Regions from separate parts of the Mus musculus genome. Here regions 1, 2, 3, 5, 6 and 7 are each linked to region 4. The links are chromatin contacts, called in public Hi-C and promoter capture Hi-C maps. All regions are on one chromosome and are shown on one strand. The core of a region is the stretch at or near the end of the contact, and the rest is flanking DNA. Distances in the headings are between cores, read along the strand shown. Region 1 holds the start of Dcn (decorin). Region 2 has its middle 23 kb from the start of Gm46240. Region 3 holds the start of 4933408J17Rik (RIKEN cDNA 4933408J17 gene). Region 4 holds the start of Nudt4 (nudix (nucleoside diphosphate linked moiety X)-type motif 4). Region 5 holds the start of Vezt (vezatin, adherens junctions transmembrane protein). Region 6 holds the start of 4930556N09Rik (RIKEN cDNA 4930556N09 gene). Region 7 has its middle 86 kb from the start of Mir3966.

What was found. Promoter capture Hi-C pulls out the DNA fragments that hold promoters and counts their contacts. A called contact is a pair of places that touch in the nucleus more often than the background predicts.
Region 1: a contact with region 4 is called in a promoter capture Hi-C map of second pharyngeal arch cranial neural crest, with 3 times the contacts expected there. The contact joins the promoter of Dcn here to the promoter of Nudt4 in region 4. A contact is called at or near these places in 4 of 39 promoter capture datasets (the 3T3-L1 cell line, frontonasal cranial neural crest, hippocampal neurons and 1 more).
Region 2: a contact with region 4 is called in a promoter capture Hi-C map of liver, with 2.6 times the contacts expected there. The contact joins the enhancer-like site here to the promoter of Nudt4 in region 4. A contact is called at or near these places in 4 of 39 promoter capture datasets (the SN4741 cell line, hippocampal neurons, liver and 1 more) and 1 of 484 Hi-C or Micro-C datasets (pre-B cells).
Region 3: a contact with region 4 is called in a Hi-C map of B cells, with 7 read pairs. The contact joins the promoter of 4933408J17Rik here to the promoter of Nudt4 in region 4. A contact is called at or near these places in 1 of 39 promoter capture datasets (pre-B cells) and 1 of 484 Hi-C or Micro-C datasets (B cells).
Region 5: a contact with region 4 is called in a promoter capture Hi-C map of pre-B cells, with 2.6 times the contacts expected there. The contact joins the promoter of Vezt here to the promoter of Nudt4 in region 4. A contact is called at or near these places in 3 of 39 promoter capture datasets (liver, pre-B cells and stem cell-derived epiblast-like cells) and 1 of 115 datasets of contacts at active chromatin or transcription factors (embryonic stem cells).
Region 6: a promoter capture Hi-C map of hippocampal neurons shows a contact between it and region 4, with 4 times the contacts expected there. The contact joins the promoter of 4930556N09Rik here to the promoter of Nudt4 in region 4. A contact is called at or near these places in 4 of 39 promoter capture datasets (hippocampal neurons, liver, pre-B cells and 1 more).
Region 7: a contact with region 4 is called in a Hi-C map of uterus, with 6 times the contacts expected there. The contact joins the enhancer-like site here to the promoter of Nudt4 in region 4. A contact is called at or near these places in 8 of 39 promoter capture datasets (3T3-L1-derived adipocytes, the C10 cell line, cranial neural crest and 4 more), 2 of 15 datasets of contacts at CTCF or cohesin (large pre-B cells and pro-B cells), 28 of 484 Hi-C or Micro-C datasets (B cells, the C10 cell line, CD4 T cells and 18 more), 6 of 115 datasets of contacts at active chromatin or transcription factors (T-cell acute lymphoblastic leukemia, embryonic forebrain, embryonic limb bud and 3 more) and 1 of 9 other capture datasets (liver).

What each region holds. Positions count from the first base shown.
Region 1 is chr10:97,477,635-97,481,305 of GRCm38.p6, reverse strand. It overlaps Dcn (decorin), which reads right to left and starts at 1,806. Exons shown (of 8, transcript NM_001190451.2): 1 at 1,517-1,806.
Region 2 is chr10:96,922,249-96,926,266 of GRCm38.p6, reverse strand. No RefSeq gene overlaps it. Among named protein-coding and RNA genes, the nearest start is that of Gm46240, 23 kb to the right of the region's middle. Within about 2 kb of position 2,001, at least 26 of the 459 cell types and tissues checked have an H3K27ac peak or open chromatin away from gene starts, as enhancers often do. A contact at or near this core is called in liver, where this site is marked.
Region 3 is chr10:93,586,761-93,590,752 of GRCm38.p6, reverse strand. 4933408J17Rik (RIKEN cDNA 4933408J17 gene) reads right to left here and starts at 1,340. Exons shown (of 4, transcript NR_045810.1): 1 at 983-1,340. It overlaps Snrpf (small nuclear ribonucleoprotein polypeptide F), which reads left to right and starts at 1,095. Exons shown (of 4, transcript NM_027246.1): 1 at 1,095-1,214; 2 at 2,630-2,755. The coding sequence starts at 1,212.
Region 4 is chr10:95,562,689-95,566,525 of GRCm38.p6, reverse strand. It overlaps Nudt4 (nudix (nucleoside diphosphate linked moiety X)-type motif 4), which reads left to right and starts at 2,380. Exons shown (of 5, transcript NM_027722.5): 1 at 2,380-2,864. The coding sequence starts at 2,769.
Region 5 is chr10:94,033,941-94,038,185 of GRCm38.p6, reverse strand. It overlaps Vezt (vezatin, adherens junctions transmembrane protein), which reads left to right and starts at 2,387. Exons shown (of 12, transcript NM_172538.5): 1 at 2,387-2,516. The coding sequence starts at 2,481. Fgd6 (FYVE, RhoGEF and PH domain containing 6) reads right to left here and starts at 2,185. Exons shown (of 21, transcript NM_053072.3): 1 at 1,876-2,185. The coding sequence starts at 1,891.
Region 6 is chr10:97,034,060-97,037,809 of GRCm38.p6, reverse strand. It overlaps 4930556N09Rik (RIKEN cDNA 4930556N09 gene), which reads right to left and starts at 2,042. Exons shown (of 5, transcript NR_045358.1): 1 at 1,986-2,042.
Region 7 is chr10:97,335,929-97,339,727 of GRCm38.p6, reverse strand. No RefSeq gene overlaps it. Among named protein-coding and RNA genes, the nearest start is that of Mir3966, 86 kb to the left of the region's middle. Within about 2 kb of position 1,562, at least 61 of the 459 cell types and tissues checked have an H3K27ac peak or open chromatin away from gene starts, as enhancers often do. A contact at or near this core is called in B cells, centrocytes, regulatory T cells and 1 more, where this site is marked.

The DNA of each region.
Region 1 (3,671 bases), core at 557-3,056, 1.9 Mb before region 4:
CTCTCTCTCTTTCTCTCTCATGTGTGTATGTGTGTATATGTGCAAGTGTGCATGCATATATGCATGTTTTTGAACTCTGTTATCCTAAAAAAATGCTTATAAATTTTCTTCCAGTTCTCCCATGAAATTTCTTTTAAAATATTTTTTATACTACTCAAAGATCCAGCGTGTTTAGAGCAATTAACTTAAGAGAAATCTTAAGAGTCACTGGTCCTCAACATTTCTTCAGTGTTTTTTTTTTTGTTTGTTTGTTTTGTTTTTTTGTTTGTTTGTTTTTTTTTCCTTTTGTTATAAATGGCAACTAGAACAACAAAAAACAATTTACAAACGAACAGGTTGTGACTGAAGCAACACTATATCTTGTAGAAACTGTTCCTCTCAAATATTTGTAAAGCCATTTTTCCACTAAAAAGAGTTGTTTAAGTTCCGAAATGTCTCACCAAAAGTAATCTGTCTGGCCCCAAAACAATCTTTCTTTATTTACTTAGCTATTTCATCCAGGTTAACTTTTGTATAAACATACTTATACTGTTGTTAGGTGTTTCAGAGTTAAAACTTAACACGTATGTATGAAGTGAATCTGTAAATCCCTCATTTTAAGGTGAATTTAAAACTTCAGTAACAATAGGAATAATTAAAATACAAGCAATAAAAATACATTTGTCCACAAACAAGAACTACAATAAAACCTATGTTTCTTTTGGAGAGGTCTGCTAAAATAAGCAGCTGCAGGAAGAAAAAGCCACAGGCACAGAGATCACTGGAGTCACACACTGGGGCACACGTAACCAGTGGTCCTCTGCTTACTCTGCTTTAAGTTAAAATGAGAATCAACCCCCACCCTCACCTCATAGTGAATGCACCTCATAAGAAAGGTTAATTTGCATCGAAAATATTGACAGAAACATTTATAACCAAAGAGCTCTGCAGCTGTATTATCTCAGATCTTTAACATCATAAATATTTCCTGTGTTCCTTTTCACCTTTCTGGTAATAATTCCTATTCATTTCTGGTGTTGCAGAAGTAGGCATTATATTTCTACAGCCAGAGACTTGTCTTGCTGATGTTTTAAAGATTGTGAAGTATGCAAGAACACAGCACGAGAAGAAACCCTTAAATACCTAATTTAGGCACAAGCAATATGCTAGTTACGAATGCTTTTCTGCTGACAGTTTATAAAGAGCAAAGCATTTCATCAGTACAAACACAAAACTACCAATATAGACAAGTCATGGTGTTAGGTTACAAGTTTTTAATAAGCATATTTGCAAGAACAGAAGCAAGAGCACAAAACCAATGCATTCAAACAGTTTTGCCTTTTTGTTTGTTTGTTTTACCGAGTACTTAACTTCTGTTTTCAAGCAATTCATTTCTAACGTTGTCTAAAGATTACTAAAAGTTTAGCACAGCTTCCTTCTCGTTCCTTTTTCTCACCAGATATTTTCTTCTGCCCTCCACTTGACAGAAGCTTTATTAGCCTGTAGCAGAGTTCAGGACAATTATTGAAAGCCATACCTTTTAATCCGGGTATTTGCCACAGGAGCCCTCAAAGCTGCGATGTAATTAACACTAACTATGCAGCCCAGGCAAAAGGGTTTGCAGGTGTGGAAAGAAGGAGGAGGGGGTGGTGCTGCCCTGTGACTGTCACTGGGTTGAAAACCTCCTGCTTCTACTCCATAGCACAGTTAAGAACTAAGGTTTCACTGCGTGAGCGCATCCAGCTGACACCCACATTAGATCATATGGTAATGATACGTCTCTTGTATTGTAGCCAGAAACTTTATCGGCCCCCTTCTCCCTCCCCCTCCACATTTGCTTTATCCCTTTGCATCCGCCCAGCATTCCAAACTGCTTTTGTAGTCTAGTGGAGCAACTTGATTTGAAATTTGTCTTTTTTTTTTTTTTCTAAAAGATTGTAACTGAAGAATTTGTCTCCCCACCCCCAACCCCATTCCAGTCTCCACCCTTTCCAGTCTTGTTTGTAAGTAGTATTTATTATCCTTCTGAAATGACTTTTTTCCCCCTTGCTTTGGAGATGTGTGGGTCTGGAAAATGGAATGGCATTAATCCTAAAGCTTTTTTAAATGTGGTCTGCAGAGAAGACTAATTAGACTTCCATAGAATTACTCCTGGGCTCTGAAGTTCAAGTGCTCTGGAGTTCTCTGTGCATTTTGAATGCATTTCTATGGTGTTCTGGGACAAAGCCAGAATTTAATCTGGAAAATATGTTGTTTATTATTTTCATTACCTACGGCTTCAAAAACTTCCTTACTGTCTATTCTTTGCTGCTGTTGTTGAATAAAACACATAGAAACTAGACACTGATTACAATAAGATTTAGTTTGTAAGTAAAGAAAAAAATAATAATTTTTATAGATGGGTCCCTTATGTAATTAGGACTTTCTGTGGCTCTTTTTAAATTTCAGTAAATAGGCAGGGGGAGGAGAAGAAAGTGCAAATTGAGTAACATGTTTATTCAGGCAGTGAAGAAAGTTTTTGGAGATTTTATAATTCCATCTCTGGATGCTGTGGGTTGCTCTGTTTGCCTTCCCAGGTTCTGACTCGCATTTTTCTGCTCAGGCCTCCAGGCTCTGATCAGGTGGGGACTTGAAGCCACCATCTATGAAAAAGGAGGAGATTCCCCCTATCCTTCCTTTACCCACCTAAGTGCATGCTTTGACAGGAAATATTTTTTTATTTTTATGGAGCTGGAAGGAATTAAATTCTTGAGAGGGAATCTGAGGGAGGGGGAGGATGTAGCTAGACTTATTTTGACTTCTTTCCCAAGTCTAACTGCCTGTCTTTTAACCTCTCCCTCCACACACTCCATTCTTGCAGAGTCGAAGCATGCTGAGTGATTCTGTTGAGTCCAAGTGTTCGCTGACATTGGTGTAAGGAACATGCCCTTTCTTCTGGCACTAATTGACTTTCTCCTCTGAATGTTGCTTGTATTTATAAGTTTCTTCTGACATGCGATAACTCCTTGCTCATTGCCTCACTCCCAGAAAACACACATAGTCCCTCTAACACAGTTACTATAGTCATTGTCTTTCTTAATCGATGATTTGTTTCTTAGCAACACTGAACTTCACTCTAGTGAGTCAGGACAAATTGTGGCAGCAGTCATTGCCTAATGTAGAATAAGACAGGAGATGAAAGCAAAGAAATAGGAAAGAAAAGTAGAATAAAGTTGGCAAGAGGAAACAAAAGATGCATATAAATTAGTTTGAATTTTTACTGGTGGGGCTGTTAGGTTTAAAGTTCATATCTGGGTTCTTCCCTTTGATGACAGGTTTAGGAATTAAAGCAACTCCCCTAACCTCCCCAAGCTTCAGTCTCTGCACCTGTGGAATACATAGAAAACGTAACTCAGTGGTTAGTCTTAGATGGAGCTTGAAAGCAGACAATGTATAGAACAAATTTATTTCAACTTACTTTCAGTATAAGTGCGCCATAAATATTACTTTCCATTATTTTCTGGTGTGTTATATAGTTTACAATTGAACTAGCCAAGAAGAGTTGCTCCTCCTGTTTTGAAAATATAAAAATTGAGAACCAGTGACCTCTCCCTGCCCATGAAGCTAAGTAAGACCCAAAGCACAAGGCAGCTCCCAGAGATTCTAATTCTGAATCCAGGTTACATAGCTGTGCTTCATCATAAGGAGAATGA
Region 2 (4,018 bases), core at 752-3,251, 1.4 Mb before region 4:
ATCCAGACAGTCCTGTAATAGGGGACACAAGGAGCTTGACATTTGATTGATTAGTAGCAAATTCTCCTCTCATTCTGTCTTTATAATGAGCCACTCTAGCCAAAGCCAACATGATAGGAGAGACTCTATTTCAACTTACAGTTTTTAAGTAGTCCTTTATCACTGAGGAAAGTAAAGGCAGGAACTCAAACAAGAACTAAAGTAGAAACAACATATAAATGTCTATTGCTTCACTCTCTGGCTTAGGCCCAAGTAGCTGTTGAATGCATCCAGGGACCAGTTGCTGAGAGCTGGTGCTTCTCATAACAGGCTGGGCCCTTCCTTATAAGTCAACAGCTGGGAAAATGTCCACCACAGACATGCTCACAGGCCAGTCTGATCACGGCAAAGTTTCGATTGAAAATTCCCCTTCTCTGGGGAATCCAGGTTGTGTGTAGTTGACAGAAAACAAACAAACAAACAAAAAAACAACTAACCAGGACCAGGACATAAGGAAACATTACTGAGACCCAATGACAACACAATGACACAAAATTTATTACATGCTCATCCCATGATGCTACCTGTATCTATCATGGGTATTATATTGACCTATGTGAACCTGTTGAATTGTGCATGTTTGGCATTTTTCTTTTTCGATTTTACATGTATTCGAATGGGAAAGATAGAGGAAAGCCTCAGATATTACACCTCAGAAGCTGTCTACTTTATGAGACAGTCTCTCACTGACCGGGGACTGACTGACTAGGTTAGGTAGACTAGCTTATGAGGCACAGGCATCTGCCTGTCTCCACCGCTCTGGGCTTCTTCATATGGATTCTTCTTAGGTCTCTATGTTTGTACTGTAGGCAACTTACCCACTGAGCCATCTCCCCAGCTCTTTGCAGACTTCTTAAGAGATTTCATTTTCTTTCCTTTCCATGGCTAACAGAGAGCCCAACTCAAAACTCTCTGATTTGTGTTCATAAATAATTACGAATGAATTACGGTGCATCAACCTTTCTTGGATAGTCAACAAGTACCAATTCCTTCACATTACCACCACTTTACATGTTAAAATTTCAATGTAATTCCTGCCCTTGTGTCATGCTTTCAAATGACTGATGTGGAGCTGGCATAGTGATTGATCTCAGTCTTTTGTCATAAGAATAACAGCTTCCAGGGCAAGAGAAAAAAAATTTCAAACTTGTTCTTCCAGTGGGGAGTGGTGAAGTAAAGGGCAGAGTTAATGCCAGCAAAGGTCCCGTCGTGTTTGGCATGCCCGATGTTTGCTGTACTTTCTGTCCTGTGTGCTGGAGCTTCTGTTTAACTGAGCTGAGGATTAAAGTATTGAACAAGCAAAGAATTGCTCAACTTTCCTGAGTGGGTGTGTCTCATTCAGTATTTGACAGAAAACCTGTCATTTGAGTATGATATATATTTGCTGGGGTAAACCTGGATAGCTCAGGCTCAAAGGTCTTTTCTGCTCACCTGCAGTGGTAAACCCAATGTCTGCCTTACCTTCAGGCACCGAAGCCTGAAACACATTAAATTTCCATCTCCCCCCACCCCCACCCCCGGCCATTTGGATTTGAACAGTCTCTAAAACAGTCCAGTAAACAAGCAGACAAGACTCCACTTGAGTCTGCTTTATAACCTAAAGCTAAAGCGTTTGTGGAATCACAGACCAGGCTGGGGCATGTCAACTCTGCATTGAAAATCAAAGAATTGCAATTTAAAGGTAGAGGGGCAGGGTGGGGCGGGGCAGGGCTGAGCTGTTAAATCAAAATGGATACAGCTGGGTTTGCTTTTCAACATGTCTAGATGTGAGAAGGAGGTCAGAAAAGAGATGGGTGTGCTCTGCAGTTGATCTGTGACAGAGCAGTATGGCAACAGGCCTATGTAAATTAAACAACTTAGCCAATATGGAAAACACATTTTCAGCAAGTAAATAATGCCATTTAAGGGGTCTGATTGCTAAAGCAGCCTCATTGCTTAATGGGAGGACAGTCATTCATTCAACAAATATTTACTGCCTAGCTCTGAGAGACTGGCAAGGCTGAACATTGGTAAGCAATCACTTCTGCCCTGAAGTTTGAATGTTTTTTTTGTGATGAGATTTTAAAATATTATGGAGATTTTGTTTTTCTTTCTTTGAGATAGGGCCTTACATTTCCCATCCTGGCATCAAACTCAAGCTTGTTTTTAAGCAGAAGATGATCTCGAATCTCAGCATTCCCTGCCCACTTACCCACTTCTGAGTCTGGAGACATCAGGCAGTGTCCTGAGACACATCTGGTTTATGAGATCCTGGGCATCCAACCTATGTGCCGAGGAAGCAACTGAGCAATATCTTCTGCATGAAATAGGTCATTTTCAGAAAATCAATCAATTTGTATGAAAGACCCAAAGATAGGAAAACTGCTTTTCTGTCAACACAGATGTTTGAGCAAAGCATATAAACATATTCCTAGTCTAACCTGTATCTGCGGGAATCACTCCATCCCAATACATCTGTATACAAGGATATATATGGAAGATAACACTTTTGGAGCCTCAGTTGAATGTGCTGAGTTTTGTCAGTGATCAAAGGAGACCACACTGTCTGAATTATATTCATGAAGAACACAACTACTTTATGGAAATAGGGTTTCAGGCTTCAAGTCTTAAATTTTAAACTGTTTGAATCAAGATGTATAAAGTTATGTGAAGTAAATGACAGACACCCCCCCCCCAATTTAGGCAGCTATGGATGCCATCAAAATGGCAGAATGTAGAATGCAGTAACTGCATTCTAACAGGATGAAAACAGGAGAAAAATCATCATGGAGGTGTGGCATAAAGTCACCAGAGACAAAGTGACCATCATGGACAAGGTCCAAGCTTAACAGGATGGAAGTTGGTGGACACATTAGCAGACCCCACTCCTTTGGGCGGAGAGATTCATACATTATATTACTGAAATGTCAACTGTCACCCATGAGAAGGAATATTTCTGTCTATCCTTTTCAGTTAGTATAGACTTAAGAGTTGTCTACCATATCACTCTATACTGTGTCAATGAGCATCAATCGTTGGCAGTAGACTACAAACTCTCCATACAAAATTATTTGTTCAAGTTCTCGTTTTCATAGATCATGAGCATGCACAGATTCCATGCACCTTCTGTCACACTTACTTTAATTAATTATGCATCCATTTTTTTCACGAGTATTTATGAGGCCAGTTCCGTGCCAATTATTTGGTGATGTCACTGGTAACATTTTGCAAAGATCTGGGTTCCTTCCCATCGTGGTTTGAATATAGTTGTCCCTGGGGATGGCACTATAAGGAGGTGTGGCCTTGTTAGAAGAAGAGTGTCTCTGTACAGGGTGGGCTTTGAGACTGTCCTCCTAACTGCCTGGAAGACAGTCGTCTTCTGGATGCAGATGGATCAAGATGTAGAACTCTCGGCTCCTCCAGCACCAAGCTTGCCTGGATGCTGCCATGCTTCTAGCCTTCATGATAAAGCACTGAACCTCTGAACCTGTAAGCCAGCCCCAATTAAATGTTGTCCTTTATAATAGTCGCTTTGGTCATGGAGTCTCTTCACAGGAATAGAAACCCTAAGACACTCCTCAATTTGTCTTCCTATAAGTTTGATGTCATCCTGCCTTTTTATTTTTATTCCCTTGGGTTTATGGACTTTCCAAGATGTTGAAATCCCACCTGGGGTTATTCTGAGATGAAATCCTGGGGAGATAATTCCTATTCATTGTGATCATGAATGGAGGGTGAATAGAAGTCGGTGCCCTAAGAGGATCGTGGGAGAGCTTGCCTACCCTTTGAGCTCGTACCCATGTGTGAACACAGAAAGAAGCCACCCATCTGACACAGAGGAGGGCCTGCACTGGAGGCCAACCACAATCATGCTGGCCCTGTAATCTTAGACTTCCAGCCTCTAGAACTGTCAAGTATGTATTTATAGGTTTTGTAAGCTCCAACAACCATAGCATTTTCTTATAGGAGACTGAGCTAAGAATCTTACTTTTTAATACTA
Region 3 (3,992 bases), core at 91-2,590, 2.0 Mb after region 4:
CATTTTTAAAATTTTCTTTATCATGTTTTGTCTGCATGTGCGCATGTGCACCGCGGGAGGGCCTGGCACCCACAGAAGTCAAAAGAGAGAGATGGGTCCCCGGCACATGAAACTTTGGATGGTTGTGAGTCACCACCATGTGGGGATGGGATTCGAACCCAGGTCTTTTCACGTGCGAAAAGCGCTCTTCTCCATTGAGCCAACACCCCCAGAATGTGTTGGCATACTTTAATAATATAAACGACAGTCTTTAGGCTTAGGCCTGGGCCAATCTCGAATCTCGAGTTATTTGGGGAATCCATGCCAAAAAAACAAAACAAACAAACAAACAAAAAACCGTTCAGGTTCATATAGGGTTAGATCTCCCGAAAAAGAAAAAAGTACTCTTTTTACACGGGTTTCATATCACAGGTGAAGCGATACTGAAATGTTGAGATTATGGGGAAATTAAACGGGGTTCTGATCGATAACTTTCCATCAGAGCGATTAACCTGTGGTAGCGTCAATAATTCCCCACATCCTATTCACAAACACACGTAAACGGACCTCCTTTGGCCTCTGGTTCTGGGAATGCTTAGACATCAGAACGACAAGAGGCCACCACATTATCCGAGACTTAACTTGACCTGGTTTCAACTGTTGTAAAGCCCCACTTGAGTGCTTTTCACTAGCACTCACGTAGTCTTGCTACCCCAGCTTCCTTTAAAAACCCGCAAGTGGACGGACATTCTGTAATAAAGAACAGTCCCATAAAAGGGGGGCCGTGCCAGAGGTGTTCCCCAAGTGCTGGATCTATGGGAGGATGACCTCCAGAACCCGATCTCGTTCTTTCAGCTGAAGGACAGACTAAACCTTCTTTAGCTAAAGAAACCAAGTCCGTTCGCCAGGGCACTTAGCTTCCCCTTGTCCCGAAGCAAAGACATTGGGGTCGCTCAATCGTTCCCACTTCGAACTTGAGCAGTGGACACAAACACACGCTTACCTGGTTGCTAGGAAACAGTACCGCCATCCCCTCCAATCAGTAAACACGTCTTTGGTGGCCAATCACAGAAGCCGAGACAACGCGGCGTGAGGTGAAAGGTCAGGCCGCTTTTGTCGGCCATTTCTCTTAGCGCGGGTCGCTTGGTTGTAGCGGCAGCCGCTCCGGTCACGAGGGGCGGGCAGCGGCGGAGTCGGCGGCTAGCGGGGTGCAGCGCTCGCCGGTGGTCGCGATGGTAAGGACGATGAGCGCCGCGGGGGCTGGAGGACGGGCGGCCTCGCGGGGCCCGCCGCCCCCTGCGCCTCCCATTCATCCCCACGAGGCGCCGCGCGGCTGGCCGCTCGCTCCTGCTCCCGACGTCGGAGGCCTTGGCGGCGCGCGCGCGGAAGCCCTTCCCCTCCCCGAGATCCCCAGCCACCTTTCCGCGTGTTGTTTGTCCCGGAGCCTGAGGTGTAGCCTAGTTTGGGCTCACAGGGTAGGGGTAAACCGAAGCGAGTTTTCCATTTCTACCTAGCACGCTCCGCAGTGCGCCATTTATTCCTTGCTGTTGACAATTTTAGCAGATTGTCCTCTGGCGCAGAAAACCCCGGCTACCCTTCCACTCATTTAATACTGATCTTAGGCGCCAGGAAGATGGGGTGGTAAGGTAGACTCTGCGTTTTCTTAGGAGTGGGAGGTAGGCAGCCGTCAAATAATAACAACAAAATAAGCAATTACAAGTAGCGGTGATTGTTAAGCAGGGAGCTGATAGGATGCTCTGAGAGGTGCACTGCCTAGTTATAACGCAGTGGAGGAGCGCTCTTCTCCAGAAGGTGTCAAATAACCAGACATCCAGGTCACAGAGCAGGTGGAAGAGTATTTCTTGCGCGAGTTCCAAGTAGAAAGTAGGTTTGACCAGTTGGAATTGACAAGAATTGACCGCTGCTTGCAAGAATGATGGTTTTAAAATACAGCCTGGGACCTTAACGCCTCCTAGGAAATATGAGGCTCTGTCAAGTGCAGTTAGAGACCATTGGAGCATTCTTTTAAGTCACAATAGTACATGACTTGATAAGTGGTTTGTGGATGATAAATTATAGGCAGCGTAAATTGGCTACTCATTTAGACCCTGTGCTCTCCAAGATTCTTTGGGATGGTGTGTGAGTGGAATGGAGTATGGGGGTGGTTATGAATTTAAAGGGAATAATACTTCTTGATTTAGCATTAAGAGGCCCTCTCACTGACGATATTGAGCTTTTTTTTTTTTTTTAATGTCTGCAGAGACCACCCTGTACCTTTATTTTGATTCCTTTAGAGCTTGGATAATGTAGGTATTTGGGGCTTTTGTCCATTCGGCAGTGCTCAAAATGGAACTAGTGACCTAAGTATCCTAGGGCAGTGCCCTGTCATTGTGTTACACACTTGCCCCACTCCCATCTGTCATTCGACATTTAATTGCATAATTCATATTTTCGTTTCTGTCAGTGGACTATGAAGTTGGCTAAATGGGTACTTAAATTTCTCTCAGACACCCTCCAGCAAATTATAAAGTGATGGTGGATCGGAGTTTACCCTGTGTCATAAAGTCTTGACTGGTGTCTCAGTAGAGAGTGGGTGGTGGAAGCTGAGGTAAGCAAAAATTATTGAGTGCTGCCTTTGGTTTTTATACAGAGTCTACCCCTCAACCCCAAGCCCTTTCTCAATGGGCTGACAGGGAAGCCAGTGATGGTGAAACTTAAGTGGGGCATGGAGTACAAGGGCTACCTGGTCTCCGTGGATGGCTACATGAACATGCAGGTATGCTGAGGAGGAGGAGCATGGGTGAGGAGCAGGAAACCAGGTTTCTACTGTGTCACCTTACTCCTCAAAGGTTTACTGAGACTGGTGGGAATGCGCACAGATTGACAATAGAAAGTGGAGTCGAGATTAAAGTATGAACCAGGGAGGAGGTTGAACCATGATGTTCTTAGGAGTACTTACACCAGAACACAGAGCTTTGACATTTGGTCTCTAAAGCAGAAGGGAAAACTAGTTTATTACAGAAAACAATGATTCAGCCTGTCTTTTTCTAAGACGTGTCTGTATAGGCGATTAGCACTATGATGCAGTGGCATTAGTACTCAAATGGAACTCTGTACCCATTAAATAGTTCTGTTACCACCTGTAATCCACCTGTAATCCAGCCCTATGATTAAGAGTGGGACTGTCTCTCATGTAAGTGGAATGTATTATAAATTCAGCTAACTTCAGATCAAAAATTCTTAAGAGAAATTATATCTTATGTTCGAGGTACACAGTCCTTTTGCTTTCTCCACTGTACTAGGCTATGATCAGTCTAGAAATTAGAAGGACATTAGGTTCTATGCAGATGCTCAGCTATTTGAAACAAGGAGCTCCAACACCCTTGGTCCTAGAGGCCCTGGAACAAAGCCCCATAAATGCCCTGGGGTAGGCTTTTTGTCCTTTTGTCTGGTTTGATTATAGCTTCAGGATTCATTGATAGAAGTTACTGCTTTTCAGGACTGAATAATATCCCGTTATATAGCTATAACGCATTTTTACAGTCTATTATGTTTGTTTGGTTTTTTTAAAACATTATTTTATGTGAGTACACTGTCACTTTCTTAAGACACACCAGAAGAGGGAATTGGATTCCATTACAAATAGTTGTGAGCTACCGTGTGGTTGCTGGGAATTGAACACAGGGTCTCTGGAAGAACAGTCACTCTTAACTGCTGAGCCATCTCTCCAGCCCCATCTGTCCAGTTTCTTGTAGGGATCAAGCCCAGACCTCTGTACATGCTGACCAGCAGTCTGCCACTAAGCTACATTCTCAACCTGTTCATTCATTTTGATTTCTAGTTTTTAATTTTATTTTATGGATGTCTTGTCAGTGTACTATGTATATGCCTGCTGCCCATCAAAGTCAGACAAGGGCATCCGTCAGCACTCTAGAACTGCAGTTATGGATGCCGTGGGCACCATGCGGATGCTGGGAATTGAACCCAGGTCTTCTGGAAAAGCTGCCAGTGCT
Region 4 (3,837 bases), core at 1,131-3,630:
TAAACGAGAAAGGGGATGGAGAGATGGCTCAGTGGTTAGGAGCACCTGCAACTCTTTCAGGAGACCCCAGTTTCAGATCCTAGCAGTCACACAGTGGCTGACAACCATTCTTAACTCCAGTTTCAGGAGTATCTGATGTCCTTGTCTGTCCTCCAAGGACACTAGGCACATGTATGGTGCAGGTATGTATGCAAACATGTAAGCAAAAATCTATACACATAAAATAAATATTAAAAAAATGAGACAAGTAAATCACTATATGGTTCAGCCGATAATTTATTGGGCACCCACGTCTAGAAGCCAGATCATTGAAGAATTTGTGCAGGCAGAACTTGACTCTTCTTCATCCATTCAAAAGGATTACCGTAAAGCCAGACATGTGGGAACATTCCTGCAGTCCAGCATTTGAAGGATAGGATCAGGAATTCTGGGCCAGCCTGGGCTACATGAGACCCTAGCTCCAAATAAAACACAATAAAAAGGCCACTTTATCAACAGCACTCATCTAAAAGTAGCACCTGGTATCAGTCCTACTGGAATCCCTAGATTAATAAATGTGTTTGTAAATCCTGAACTTCAAGTGGCTTCAGTAAGAACAGCTTGGAAAAATGTCTCTGTACAGACTTGATTTCTAATTGTGGTGAAGCTTCATTCCTTAAACCATCTATTCAACATGAACTCACTCTCCAAACTTGCATCTGCTAGGCTCCGGGGAAAGGCAGGCACCAAAGAGTGCTCACCATGCGTCTCAGTGAAGCCTTACAACCCTGCTTGCGGTATCAGCTTCCGGTCCTTTCTACAGCCACATTGGCTTCTTTCATTTCTAAGAGCTCTGCCCCCTCCCTGACCTTTGCATAAACTCCAGTTCTAGGCTCCTGAGAATTTGACTCTTTTGTCTTCTCAGCCCCTCCTCCCCTTGCTGCCTTAGCTGCCTTCGATGCTTGCTTCTTTCCCCTCTGGTCAAAGATCTGCGAGACCCACTACTCCCAAATCAATTTAATATTCCGCCCCGTGATTGGTCACTAATTCTCTGTTCTTAGGTTCTTATTCGACTGGAGGGGCAGGGTCTGACCGGTTTTGTAAGATGCCAGAGCCTGGCACACCGGAGGCCTTCCAGGAATGAAAAACAAAACGGATGTGGCTGTCTAAACAGTTCTGTGGGAAGTGAAGCTCCTGTAGGTTAGGAGTTCGGGTTTTGAAATAGGGTCTCATGTAGACCAGTCTAGTCTCACCAGTTCTAAATGGCAGGGAATGGCCTTGAATTCCGAATCCTTCTGTTTTGGGCTCTCAAGTGCTGGGATCACATACCTGGGATTCCACACCTGATTTGGATTAGGGGTTTTCTTGAATTCCAGTGATGTCAGGTCTCCTACTTTTTTTCTTTTTCTTTCTTTTCTTTCTTTCTTTCTTTCTTTCTTTCTTTCTTTCTTTTTTTTTTTTTTTTTTTTGGTTTATGGTTTTAGGTTTTCGAGACAGAGTTTCCTCTGTATAGCCCTGGCTGTCCTGGAACTCACTCTGTAGACCAGGTTGGCCTTGAACTCAGAAATCTGCCTGCCTCTGGCTCCCAAGTGCTGGGATTAAAGGCGTGCACCACCACTGCCCACCGGTCTCCTACTTTCTATCTTGGCTCTTCAATAGCACTGAAATATTGGGAGTTGTTCCAAGTGCCTAAAACTGTAAGCTTCCAGACAACAAACATCCCACTGATTTACTGCTATGGCCTTACTTAGAATGAGATACACACAGAATAACAGCCATAACCAGTGTTCATGAATGCACTCTGGAGGGTCAGCGGAGGTGGGGATGCCACAACACAGACAACTGGCTATAGTCCACTTCAAAGCCTCAGCTGACTCTTCAAGAGCACATAAAAGCACTCTCATCGAAACAGAGGAAGTGGGGAGAGGGAGAAGGAAGGGGAGAGGAGAGAGAGAACTCAATGAATTTAACCTTCCTAGCCTTCACAAGCAATGCTAACCGCGATGCTTCAGTAGTCCTGCCATGGCTCCGGGGACCTTGGCTCCAGGACCCAGTACTGGGGTCCGTCCCTAAAGGGAACTCTATCGGACCTCTAAAACGGAGAACGAGGAGGTCTCTGCTCGCTTCCCTTCCCTGGCCTTGTACAAAGCGCACCCCCCCCCCCAAAAAAAAAAGGCCTCTGGAGCACTCGCCCGCGGGCAGGGCAGAGCTGGCGGAGCCCTAGACTTAGGCCTCGAGCCCCGCCCCCCGGCTGGTCGAAGCCGCGCCCCCAGCTCCCCACCCTACCCCCGCCCGGCAACGGTCCTGGCGCGCAGGCGCACTGGCGCGCCCAAAGGAGGGAGCGCGCCGGCGCGCGCGCGCGGGAGCCCCGCTTAAATGCGGGCGAAGGGGGCGGCGCGCATCCTCGGCGTCTCTGCCCGGTCTGCACCGTCGCTTCCAACTGTCTCCGCGTGGCACGAGCCACGAGCCGCGCTCTTCCCCCGGCGGCGGCGGCGGCGGCGGGTGCAAGCAAGGAGTGGCTGCGAGCGGCGGCGGGCTCCATGGAGAGCGGCGGGCGCCGGAGCAGAGGCGGCGCTTCCACCGCTGCGCCCGGACTGCAGTGACCCGCGTTCCGCCCCGCGTCCCGGCGGCCGCCCGGCCTCGCCGTCCGTGTCCGTGCCGCCGCCGCCGCCCGTCCCACCGGCGCCCGAGCATCGCGACTTCCTTCGGCCCGACTCCCCGGCGGGGTGGCGGCGGCCGGGTCCCCACGGTGGCGGCCGGAGCAGCGGCTGCAGGAGCCCGGCTCTAGGATGAAGTTCAAGCCCAACCAGACGCGGACGTACGACCGCGAGGGCTTCAAGAAGAGGGCGGCCTGCCTGTGCTTCCGCAGCGAGCAGGAGGACGAGGTAAGCGCGGGGACAAAGGCTGGCGACCGGGCTTCATCCCGCACCCCCCTGCACCGCCCGGGCCTGCGGGTCACCGGCAACCCCCACGCCCGGAGCTGGAGATCGGCCTCCGGGGTTCGCCAGCCTGCCTTTTAGACCTCCCATTAGGTCGCAAGCTGTTGGCTTCATTACGTAGATACCTCCTTTTGCAAAGCGGACTCCGCTTTTAAAGTTTTTCTGACGACCGAAAGATGGCCAGCGAGAGATGTGGAATGACGCCAGAAGGGACAAGATAGGCCAGGAACGGGGCGAAGTTGCCCTTTTCAGCCCGGCCATCTCTCGCTCTTCTGGTTTCTCAAGGCTGTTCTGCGGTGTGACTTGACATCTGGGAAGGAGCGGCGTGTGATTTTACCCGACCCTTCGCCCTGCTTTGGACGGATAGGGACCTTTGGAGTAATCTCTGGGAGAGCCTATTTTATTTCACTTCAGTTCTATTCGGTTTTAAAATGATTCCGTTTTCATCCTGCTCTGGATAGTTCAGTCACTTGGTAGCTGGGGGAAATCTTGTAGCGCTGCCACGCCTAAAATGAACTGATAGAGGAAAAAAAGTTAGCGTTCTGAGTTCTGCTTCTGTAGCCGCGTCCAGGGAAGCACCAAGCATAAAACTGGAGATGGGATCTAATGGCTTCCTTATTGCTAGCCCCTGAAGTTATGATAAGTATGACAGCGTACACTCAGTGGTGGTTAACAGATAGCCGCGTGCTTGAAAGTTAGGATCTTTAAACCGCTTTTGCTTTTTATTTATTTATTTTAAAGGTTGATTTGAAAGCTTCTAAGTGTTAAACCCAAATCCCGAAGGAACTTCTAGAGAAAGGTCTTTGAGCTGAGTCTACTTAGAAGAGAACGGAATATAGGACCTTTTAAAAGTGCACAAAGGACAAAAAAGGCCAACAAGCCTTAAATGCAGTCTATCATGGGGTGGGGGGAGTCTTTG
Region 5 (4,245 bases), core at 1,138-3,637, 1.5 Mb after region 4:
TAAAAACAAGCAAAACCAAAGCAAACTCTTCCTCGGGACACCTGTCACTTAAAGGTGGTACAACAGCCCCCTAATAATAAATTAGGCCACCCTTCCCAACTACACTAGATCAGGCTAAAACTAACGCTCTGCTTCATTAGTAATTTTCCCCAAAGCTTTAATAAATTTCATTATTATGAAACCCCCCCCCACACACACACACACGACTAGCAAGGAAATGTATGTATAACTTCATATAATGGGCAGGAAAGAGAAACCTCAGTCCTCTTCCGTATCCCCCTAGATGTAACAAAAACTTACAATAAATCTCATCAAATCGGTGAGCAAAAAAGTAATGATTCTCAGCAAGCCATTCTTAAAAAAAAAAAAAAATCAACTCACTCAGCTAGACACAGGAAGTGTCTCTCTTTTAAATACCACAAAAATGCTGTGGATTTCCTTAATTGTAAAGTTGATAAGTATAAAAATAGCTAGCCTTGTTCTGGATTAATTTGAAGAAAACAATCGTAAACTTCCTGACTGAATTCTAGAAATTTTAATTATTAAGTTTTAAGTTTTTATTTTAAATTAATTATATTAATTCAGTCATTTTAAAAAGCTGAACGATGGCGAGGGTACAGAAACTTGGGCTGAAAACGATCCGTTGTTTAAATGGAACACATCCCAAAACTGAGAGAAACGTTTGTAAATAACTCAGTGCATGATGATCACGTGATGAATGCACATCACTTCAAAGAGAATAAAGGTCTCACTTTCTTATTGTTACTAATTTCTTGCCTGTTTGAAGTAATCCGGATTTTGCCTAGCAGTGTGACTCCTTCAAGGCTTTAGAAGTACAAATCAGAACATTTAGTGTGTGTGCTCTCCTGACAGTTTTCAAGTTGCAGGAATGTTAAACAAACGCCAAAAAAAGCAAAGAAAATTTAATCTGATACTTAAGTGCTAATTCTAGACCTAACTGAAGTGAAACTTACGCTCTTTTACTACAAAATCTCTCATCAAAGTTTCTTCTGATGTGGATAAAGATGCCTTTAATATATCCCATACCTTATTAAATTCTGGCTTTGAAAATGTGCTGTGTTCTTATAAAGAGACTGTCCCTTGGACACAAATTTGGAAGATTAGAAACTGTTCCTTAAAAAGGTCACAACACAATGAGCCAAAGTGCTTAAATTCACACAAAGGTAAGGAGAGGCTTTGTCATTTGGGTGAGTGGAAAGGAGGCAGACTGAAAATAGGGCTTTGTTTACACAGTCCAGGTACGAGGGGGGTGGGGGGGGGAGGAAGAAAGGAAGGAAGGAAGGAAGGAAGGAAGGAAGGAAGGAAGGAAGGAAGGAAGGAAGGAAGGAAGGAAGGAAAAGGTGAAGATGAGCAAAAAACAGGGAGGGGTAGGTGCAGGGGAGGGGGCAACTCGGTTTTGTTTTATTTTACCAACTAATAGTCCATACTCACTCAGGTAATAGGGCTCAAAACACCAGGGTGCAAACAGCTCTATCCAACCCTCCTTACAAGCGCGAAGAGTTTCAGTCAATAAATACTAGGTTTTCAAGCAACGCGGGCTAGTGGCGGAGTTTCTTCAACTCGCTGGAAAACTGTCCTAGCTTAGAATAACTGACTCCTCCACACCGGACTCCACGCTTCCCACACCGCGCACAGGCAGCGACAGCGCCTAAGTCACGGAACCCGAGCAAGCTCCGCGACGCCGTCCCATCACCTGGGCTCAGGGGTGGGGGACGCATCCCGGGGACCCCACAGCGGGCGCGGGCGACCGGCGCCAGTCCCGCACCGCCCACCCGCGGGGAACGCAGCGGGAGCCGGAGCCCGCCGGCGCCCGCCGCGACTACTCCCCAGCCCGGCGCGAGCGCAGCCACTTACCCGCGGCAGAAGTCATGACTGCCCCGCGCGGCTCACGCCCTCAGTCCATGGCTCCCGTTCAGTCCACACTCCCCAGAGTTTGAGCAGAAGACAAAAGTCCCCGCAGCGCCCACATTCCGTCCCGCACCGCCTGAGCGCCTCACAAAGGACGGACGCCGGCTCCCGCGACCCTCCGGCGGACCCGGGCGCTAGCGGCCAGCGACAGGGGGACGTGCACGAGCGCCGCTCCGCCGCGCTCCGGGACGATCGCCAGGCGCGCGCACGAGAGGAGATCGCAGCGGCTTCGCGGACGCGCGCCCCACCTCAACTTGAGAGAAAAATCCGCGCTCCAGGCGCCCCCTAGTAGTCAGGGGATGTAAAAGGCAGACAAAAGCCATAGCTCTCTCCAATAGGAGCTCTGGAACGCCCGCCCGCTCCCGCCCCTCCAGCCTACACGCTCACCCTCTTCTCCAATAAGCAGGTCGGAAAGGGGCGTGGGTCGCGATGCATGCCGGGAGTTGTAGTTTTCAGTGCCCCCGAGGTGGGCAGGAGCCGAAGCCTGGGTGCTGCCCGCCCTCCTGCCTTCATTTCCCATCGTGCTGAGGCGGGTGGTATGGCGGAGAAGGATGACACCGGAGTTTGACGAAGAGGTGGTTTTTGAGGTGAGGAGAAAATGGCGGGGAGTGTGGACCGTCTTTGTTTCCGAAGGACTAAAGGAAGAGCGAGAAGGCAAAGCGATTCAGAGGGGAGGGATAGGGTGACGGGCGCCTGCGGGCCTGGGTCCCCAATCCTCCGCTGTTTCGGGGCCTACTTGCTGCAGCCGCCTGACAGGTATAGCTCAGGGGATCCTGGCGTGGTTGGCCTCTGCCCCGAGCTCGCCCAGAATTCCCAGACCCGGCGCAATTGACCGGCCCTGGGCGGGAGCCTTGATCGGTTCTTACCCTATGGCTGCACCGCCCTGGACTGCGCCTCGTTGGGGCGGGGCCGAAACGTGCTGGATATTCTGTCTACTACTTAACCTCCTTCCCTTTTTATCTTTGATTTTTGCGGGCCTGTTAATCCATAAGTGCCTCCGGTCATCATCATCATCATAATCATCATCATCAAGGTGTGGCCTCTGGAATGCAGGCAGGCAGCAGGTGCCTTTCTATGTGGGGTTTAAGGTCTGTTAAGTGAGACCTGTGGCCAATGGTGTGAGCTCTGGCGTCTCAGCACCTAGGTTCCATTCTTTTGTCCTTGCTGTTGCGCTAAGTGTAGCCAGTTCTGAATGGAAGCTCTGGTCTGGATGTGAATGCTTTTGTGTTGGACTATTTTAAGATGTCTCTGCCATCTTGAATTTAAAAAATAAAGCCTAGTTAATGGCTTTAGTGCCATTTTTACCCCATCAGACAGGTCAATACCCACACCCTGGAACGTGTATGTGTATGTATTGAATATGTATGCCATACTTTCCCTCAGCCAACTAGATTTCAGGGAATTCATACAAGAGAAAGAGAAGAAATCCCCCGTGGTGTATAATGGGAGGGTGAGGTACGGTACAGAATGTGAAGTATTGAGATATCTAAAAACTGCCCGTGGAAGCATAATTTGGAACCCATTGTCCACTCATAGCACTTTAAAAAGCTACACACAGCAAGTGATACCCTAGGTAAATCTTCAGCTCTGAATGAAATTAGGAAGATTGATGGGAGAAAATGTACTCCAGGAAAAGGGTTTTATGTATGCCAAAGATCGGGGTGGGGTGACAATACTGAACGTGCAGCTTTAGGGGCTGGAGTATGGAGGGTTGCAAAGTGACTTAATATAGCTACAGTATCGAGGAGGGAAATATGACTGCTTTGCTATTATGAAGGGTCTAGATATGAGGACTTGAGTAGAGAGGACAAAGGCATACATTTTGGAAGTCAGAAAAATTAATACTGACTTGGATATTCATCTCTAATATGAAATTGAGGGAATGGCTACAGATTGAATGTGGGAGATAAAGAGGAGAAAAAAGTAGGTGGCTGAAATTTTTATTTTTTTACCCTGCTTTCTTTGGTTTCTGGACATAATAAGTGTGTTTTTGGTTTGCAGAGTTTTATTGGTCTGGGGATGTAGTTCAATGGGTAGAGCGCTTGGCTTGAATGCACAAGTCTCTTGGTTCAATTGGCAGCGCCACACAAACCTGATAGGGTGGTATACACGTGCCTGGGATTCCAGCACTCAAAAGGTGCTTTTAAGAGCATCATAAGAACTTCAAAGTATCAGCTACTTAGTGAGTTAGAGACTAGGGTGAGATAGGAGAGACCCTATCTTAGAAAACATTTTGTTACAAAAGATAAAAGCAAAAAAAAAAAAGATCTTGGAAGTTTCAAATGTGTGACTATGTTTGCATGGGGTTTTGTTTTG
Region 6 (3,750 bases), core at 793-3,292, 1.5 Mb before region 4:
GTCTCTGCCTGTACTGGAAAATCATTTCCTACAGTGACTTCCTGAAGGTCGGAAGCTTAGCTTCCACAGATCTCGAACACATTACAGGATCATGTTCAATAATTTTACTCCAGTAATTTGGCACCATATTCATGCTAAAGATAAAATACTACTAACAGCAAAATTTTTAGCAACTCTGAAAATGTCACTTTGTTCTCTTTTATCAACGCCCTTCAGAGAAATGAGCATACTGTCATCTGATATTCTAAAATGCTTTCTTCCTTTTTCTGCTCTTCATACTTCCTGCACTATATTGCGATTATGCTTTTATTTGTCTTATTCTCCCAGAAGAAAACATAATTAATGTTAAAATAATGGAATTTTATCACCCACGTGAAAGAAAGATCCTTGGTCACTTGCAGGAAAATAAATGGAAACAGAGATCACTGTGAAAAGAAGTTAGACTCACAAAAGTATCTCCTGCTTTCTCTCACATACTTTAGAGAGAATCTAGACCTAAAGAAGGAAAGGACATGAAAATAGATATATAACTATGCAGAAAGGAGGGAGGAAGGGGGAAGGAAGGAAAGAAGGAAGGAAAGAAGAAGGGAAGGAAGGAAGGATGGGGAGAGGGAGGGAGAGAAGGAGGAGGAGGAGAAGGAGAAGAAGAGAAGGAGGAGAAGGAGAAGGAGAAGGAGGAGAAGGAGAAGGAGAAGGAGGAGGAGGAGGAGAAGGAGAAGAAGAAGAGAAGGAGGAGAAGGAGAAGGAGAAGGAGGAGAAGGAGAAGAAGAAGAAGAAGAAGAAGAAGAAGAAGAAGAAGAAGAAGAAGAAGAAGAAGAAGAAGAAGAAGAAGAAGAAGAAGAAGAGAAGGAGGAGGAGGAGGAGGAGGAGGAGGAGGAGGAGGAGGAGGAGAAAGCAACAGTAGCAGCCAAGGAAGGCAGAATCAAGAGAGGGCAGTGAGGATGTATGATCAAGCTATGTTTATAGGCATCTATGAAAGTAACTTTTAATTAAGAGATGATCTTAGATTCTCTTTACTTCTGTATTCCCATTGCTAAAACTGTTACCTAAGATGTAATAGATTTTTGTAGGCTTTACAATGAATGAACGCGAGGACTGACTCTCTCTCCTACTCTGGGATCACCCATACTGACACACATTTCATATTTCTACTGGAATATCCATTAGGCATCCAGCTCTACAATCCACACAAAACGTTTCAGTTTTCTTTCCCTCAAAGCTTTTGATTTAATCTTTTCTTTTTCCTCTTAGGACACAGACATGTGATTACACACCTTTGCTGAGGCCAGAACTGTTCCCAGTACTTTCCTACAGGGTACTGTTCTTGGTCTCATAACTGCTCTACTGGCTGAGGGTTCTTCCCTGCCTGAAAAGCAATTCTTCGTAGAAAATGAGTGGAGGGACCCATGGCTCCAGCCACATATGTAGCGGAGGATGGCCTTATCAGGCATCAATGGGAGGAGAGGCCCTGAGGCCCCAGTGTAGGAGAATTTGAGGTCAGGGAGGTGGGAGTGGGTGGGTGGGTGGGTGGGTAGGGAGGAAGCAGGGGAAGGAGGAGGGATAAGGGGTTTAGAGGGCAGCGGGGAAGGGGACAGCATTTAAAATGTAAATAAAGAAAATATCCAACAAAAAAAGAAAGGAAAAGAAAATATCCAGTAAAAATAATTTAGACAAAAAAAAAAAAAAGAAAGAAAAGAAAAGAAAAGAAAAGAAAAGAAAAGAAAAGAAAAGAAGTTCTTCAAATGCTGGATTTTAACAGCTCTCATTTGACAACAGTGAGCAGTGGCCGTAGGCTGTCAGAAGCAACCCCAAGTAACTCTCTCTAGTGTCCCTCAGTGGCACAGGTATCAGGATCCCTTGTCAATAGCTGAAGTTTCAGCTCTCAGCCTGGGATCTAAGACCCTCGACCCTGCTGTCTTGAGTGCTCTCTGGAACAATCGTGCAGGCCATCCTCTCCAGCTCCTTGCAGTCTTTTGTCAGCTCACCATGGTCTTTGCTACCTTTTTACTTCAACTCTCCGTCTCCATGGCTATCCCGGAACTGCTCAGCTAGCTGCTGCTTCCGGTTGTCAGGCTTGCTGGCTGCTTAGCCCCTTCCATAACTCGCTGGCAGCTGCGGGGATGACTTGAGATAAGTACTCCTGCTACAAATGTGTTTGGCTGTGAGACAGGGAAATCGCTACCCTTGAAAACCTGAGCCTCCAGCGGATCTTTGGAAACTGGGAAACCTAAGCTTAGCCAGGATGACTCAAGTCATTTGCTAAGGATGGGAGCTCGGAGTGTAGACGGTGTCGTTGCACACGATCCATCACCAGAACATGCTGTTTGATCAGACTCTGTGCTGGGAAGCCGGGAACAGAGTTGGGAAACAGGCCAGACACAAGGGCACTGTTCAGAAGTCCAGCATATGGAATTGGCAGACGGGCAAGAGCCACTGGGGCACCTCTGAAGCTTCAGGGTCTTGCTTAGCTGTCACCTCTTTTGCCATTGCCTCTCTTATCTCTGCTGGTTTTTTTCCTTTGTTCATCCAGCTCAACTGAACTTCAAAAGCAGGTAAGAAACATCACTTGACAGAAGCCTTCATTAGGACTGATGGAGGGACAGCAGAGCGCAAGAAAGAACTGCCAGCAGACTTCATGCCTGAGTCAGCCCAAACTTACTGCTTAGATGGCCCAGGAGGGTGTTTGGACCAACCACAGCCACTTGTTTGAAGCATTCAAAGCCACTTAGCACCAGTTGCAGAAGTCTCTCTCCACAGGTGGAAGTGTCTTTCCTGCTCAAATTGCAAGGTCACCCAGCGTTCATCAGGGCTTGTGACAGTGGGAGAGTCATCTGCCACAAACTGCTTCCAATAGACCTGGCTCTGCTGTGCTTTCCAGAGCCGGGGCAATCAGCTATGGTTCCACACAGTTGTCTCAAGGGACGCGCATTGTTCAAGATGGGAGATGCTGGCCTCAAGATGATCCAGTTGGCTGTTAGGTTGACAATCTTTTGCTACAGGCAATTCAGACAGCAAGAAAGCTCAATATCTGGTAACTTTATGCCGGATTTCAACATCTAGCATATTTACAAGAAAAAAACCACCACCACCAACATCAGCAGAGCTTACAAATCTGTATTAGAAAAACACTGGCAAAATCTTGATAGTTTTATAACAAACACCTGCCCAGCGCCCCAAGGACGTCATATGCAGTCACCTGCATGACCTCAGGGTTGACCGGTCTGTTTCTGTTTTTTCCAGCCTGTATCTCTGTATGCTTCAGCTACCCTGGCCTCAGAGCTCCTGGGACCCAGTTTATTCCATCATGCTACTTTATTCACGAGCTGTTTCCTTCACATAAACTATTTTCCCTGGAAATCTGCTTGTGTAATATCCCTTTATGTCACTACGGTTTCAACTTTCATCCAATCCATGTTAACGCATTTCAGAGCTCCTAGCATAAATCATACCAAGATTAGTCTGTATAACACCTAGCTCCCTGTTTCTTACATTAGAAGATTGCAGTGAATTTATTCAATCTCATACTTACCTACCTGCTTTCTTACTCTGGTCTTTATTTTAAAGTGTTTAATTTCTTTCATTAATGTTAAAGGCCTTTAGTAGGTCCTTGCACATAAAATACTTTCAGCAAAGGGTATTTAAGAACAAAGAAAAAAAATTCCATGAATTTATAAATAGGTGTGTGAAGGAATGCATAAAATATTTTAATTTCTGGAAATGTATACTACTTTGATTATGTCAGTACTAATA
Region 7 (3,799 bases), core at 313-2,812, 1.8 Mb before region 4:
TTACAGAACACCTTTCTTAGGGCCACTCTATCTATGGTTATGGCTCCATTCTCTTGATTTCTTTGTAAATCCCCAGTGATTCGGCTCTACTTCTTTTAAAGTGTCTTTGCTAGTTCATCTGTATCTTCTGACATCACCTCCTCTTCCACCCGGAATGTCAGGTCTTCATTATCAACTGGATCAGATTTAGAAAGTCCATGGGGTATTTTCAAGGGAAATTCCAGAAGCATTTAACTGAAGAGGAAAGATCCACTCTTAATGTCAGTAGCACCATACCTGAGATGGGGCTTACACTTCATCTTTATTTATTTATTTTTTTAAATAAGTCTAAGAGGGGAGGAGGAGGAAAACTAGCAAGCCGAGAAAAGTAATACACACCCACTGAATTTGATATTCTGATGAAGACATCTCTCCTCTGAGTTTCAAGCAGAACTTATTCACTCTTTTCCAGAAGCAAATTTCTGGGGATTACCAGCACTGCCATGGCAAAGTACCACATGTCAGAGAGTTTAAACCACAGAGATTGGTCTCCTCACCGTTCTAGAAACCAGGACTTGAAGATCACGATGCTGGCAGGGCTGGGTCCTTCTGTGCCCTCATTCCTTGGCTTATAGATCGTGGCTACTCTTGGTTGTCAACTTAACTGTATCTGGAATGAACTATAATCCAGAAATGGAGGGCATGCCGGCCAGAGAGTTTCTTCTGGGTTTGAAATAGGTGAATAAACTTTTAGTCTGGACTTTTGAGGTGGGAAGACCCAGGCTTTTGATCCAGCTCGCCATTGATGGATTAGTTGGAATGCAGCCTATAAGTTATTCCGTGTGTGTGTGTGTGTGTGTGTGTGTAGGGGGAGGCAGAGATTCATTCTATAAGTTCTGTGATTCTAGACATCCTTAAGAGGCCACATTATCCTATATTTTCACAGGGCCTTTACTGTGTGCAGTTGTATACCTAAATCTCCTCATATTATGAAGACATCATCATACTAGGTCAGTGGCCACCTCATAAAACCAAACAGTGCTTAGTGCTCGCCAAAATAAACCAACCGGTGGTGCCCCATGTTCACCTGAATAAACCAACTGGTCCCATTGCTGACTGGAATAAACTAACCAGTTCTCAGTGCCCATCCCAATAAATCAGCAGAGCTCAGTGCTCACCTGAGTAAACAGACAGCGTTCAGTGGCTGCCCTAATAAACTCAGTACTGTGTGTATGGGGGGGAAAGGGGGGGAAATATTTGCATTAGCAAACAGGAAGTGTTGTGCCGTAAATTACTCTCATGTCACATTCAACAGCTGTGCCTCTGTTAGCTGCTAGAAGCCAACATCCTACAGTACCATATTCAATAATTCTTAGTACTGGGCACAGAGGCCTGTGTCCTAACCAGGGCTGCTCTCGGGCTAACTTCAGCCTGGTCTTCAGCTGAGGCATCTGTGGAACAAGGATCTGTGTAAATAAGTTTCACATTAGTAAGAAAATTGGAGAGCTCATTGTGGGAAAGCTGGGTGCAGTCAGGGATGACTAATAACCTTAACCCGAATGGGTCACAGTGAGCTCAATCAACAGTAATGGAAGGCACTTCAGGTCTTAGGGGATTGGCCAAAAGTAGAATGGCCCTGCCTACACGTTTACCCTGGAGAGCTGAGGCTCTCATCTTCATGCTCAGTCATGCAGAGGCATATATATAAACAGAAGACCAACTAAAGTTCAGCATAAATTGGCTAGGCCTGAATAAAAGTCTGCTGTTGGAAAGTCCTGCTGTTTGGATATCTGTTATTAGATATCAGACATCAGTGAGGATTATTGTTTATTCATAATAGTCAATAGGAATATATATATATATATATATATATATATATATATATATATATATACATATATATATCTTCCTTATGAATGAGCACAAATTAAATTTGCTTAAAGCCACAAACAAATTATGCATGTCATTTACAGATGTAAGGTTTATATCTCCTTAAGAACCTAACATATCTGGTGTATGGAAGATCTATGATTTTTTGTCACCTACATTTTTATTTAATTTATTTCATAACATAGAGAGCTTTGTCATATAAAGGTAAAAATCCTTAAACCAACTCAGCTTGCTATCCTCCTTCTTCCTTCTCTTCTCCTCTTTTTCCTCCCCCTCTTTTTCCTCTTCCTCCTCTTCTTATTCCTTTTTATTTATTTATTTATTTTTAATTTAGTTTAGGACCTCATCCCACTGAAGGTGCTGCCCTTATTCAGAGTAGATTAAGCCTTCTGGAATCACCCTCAGAGACACTTCCAGAACTGTTTCTATGCCAGTTCAATTGGCAATGAAGACTGGCCTAGTGACTTGAAGAGGGAAAATTCCTGGGAGAAGGATCTTGGTCTCCTATTCAAAGGACTGAAATAAGGAGTCACAAAGATTTGCAAAAGTAGCAAACTAATGTTTTTGTTTCTTTCTTTGTTTCCCATGAGGAAGGGTAATGTTCAAAGTCTGGTAAAATTAACAAGAAACAAAAGATTTTTGCCTTTTAAAATGTTGCTAAAAGTAGATAAATGACCACAAAGCATGGGAAAAACAACTGTGAAACAAAATCTTGGTTGTAATAGAACTAAGTTGTATAGACATTTTCTCTTAAGATACATTTTTTTTTTTTTTACAAATCTGACATAAATTTACATCAAACTAAAATCAAATCATGGATGTCAGCTATAGATGTAAGCTTTGTACATTCATTAAGAACCTAACATATCAAGCTGGGTGGTGGTGGCACACACCTTTAATCCCAGCACTCGGGAGGCAGAGGCAGGCAGATTTCTGGGTTCAAGGCCAGCCTGGTCTACAGAGTGAGTTCCAGGACAGCCAGGGCTACACAGAGAAACCCTGTCTGTAAACAAACAAACAAACAAACATACAAAACAAAAGAACCAAACATATCTGGTGTATGAAAGTTCTATTTTTTTCCTTGAACATTTTAATTTACTATTATTTCATACCATGGAGAGCTTTGTCATATAGAGAACTATGTGTGTTGGTTACATACACATTTGAAACTAAAGGACAAAGTTTCTAATGACACTTCCATCATATCTGGCTTATTTATATATAGCATTGAATTATGCAGATTATAAAAGCATTTCCTCTTAGAGACATAAATACTGAATATAATGCTCCAGTGAACACAGAGATTCTAAAGTTGCATTTCATTTTTGTGAACAACACTGTTTTTATGCTAATAATTTATCATGTACATAACAACAAATTATAAATTAAAATATAAATTCACATAACATTATTTACAAACACAGCATCTATTAGCAATGACTTCAAGATTTCATTTTGAGCGATACTTAATCACTCTAAAAGCAAATAGCCCCTTTCCACACTGTCAACGTCCATTTCATACAGAAGAAATCCCTGAAGATTAGTTAGTCCATGTGAGCTAGCCCTTCATTTTTTTGAATTTAAAATATTCCTATTAAGTTTGTCTACCAGCAAACAAGCAAGAAAGCAAACAAACACACAAACAAAACTGTTTAGAAATTTCCTGAGCACTTTAAAATGTGATTTTAATACTTTAGTTTCCATTTAAAGTCAAAGTATTAGCTATCTTTATTTAGTAAAAAGTTATTATAGCTCTTTTACTATTAGAGGGAGATGTCAAAGTTTACCCAGATCCTGAATGTGACATTTGCCAGGTTGGTATCTCTTCTGATCTACCCCCCCCCCCAACACACACACACACACACACACAGAGAGAGAGAGAGAGAGAGAGAGAGAGAGAGAGAGAGAGAAACAAAACAAAAAAACCCCA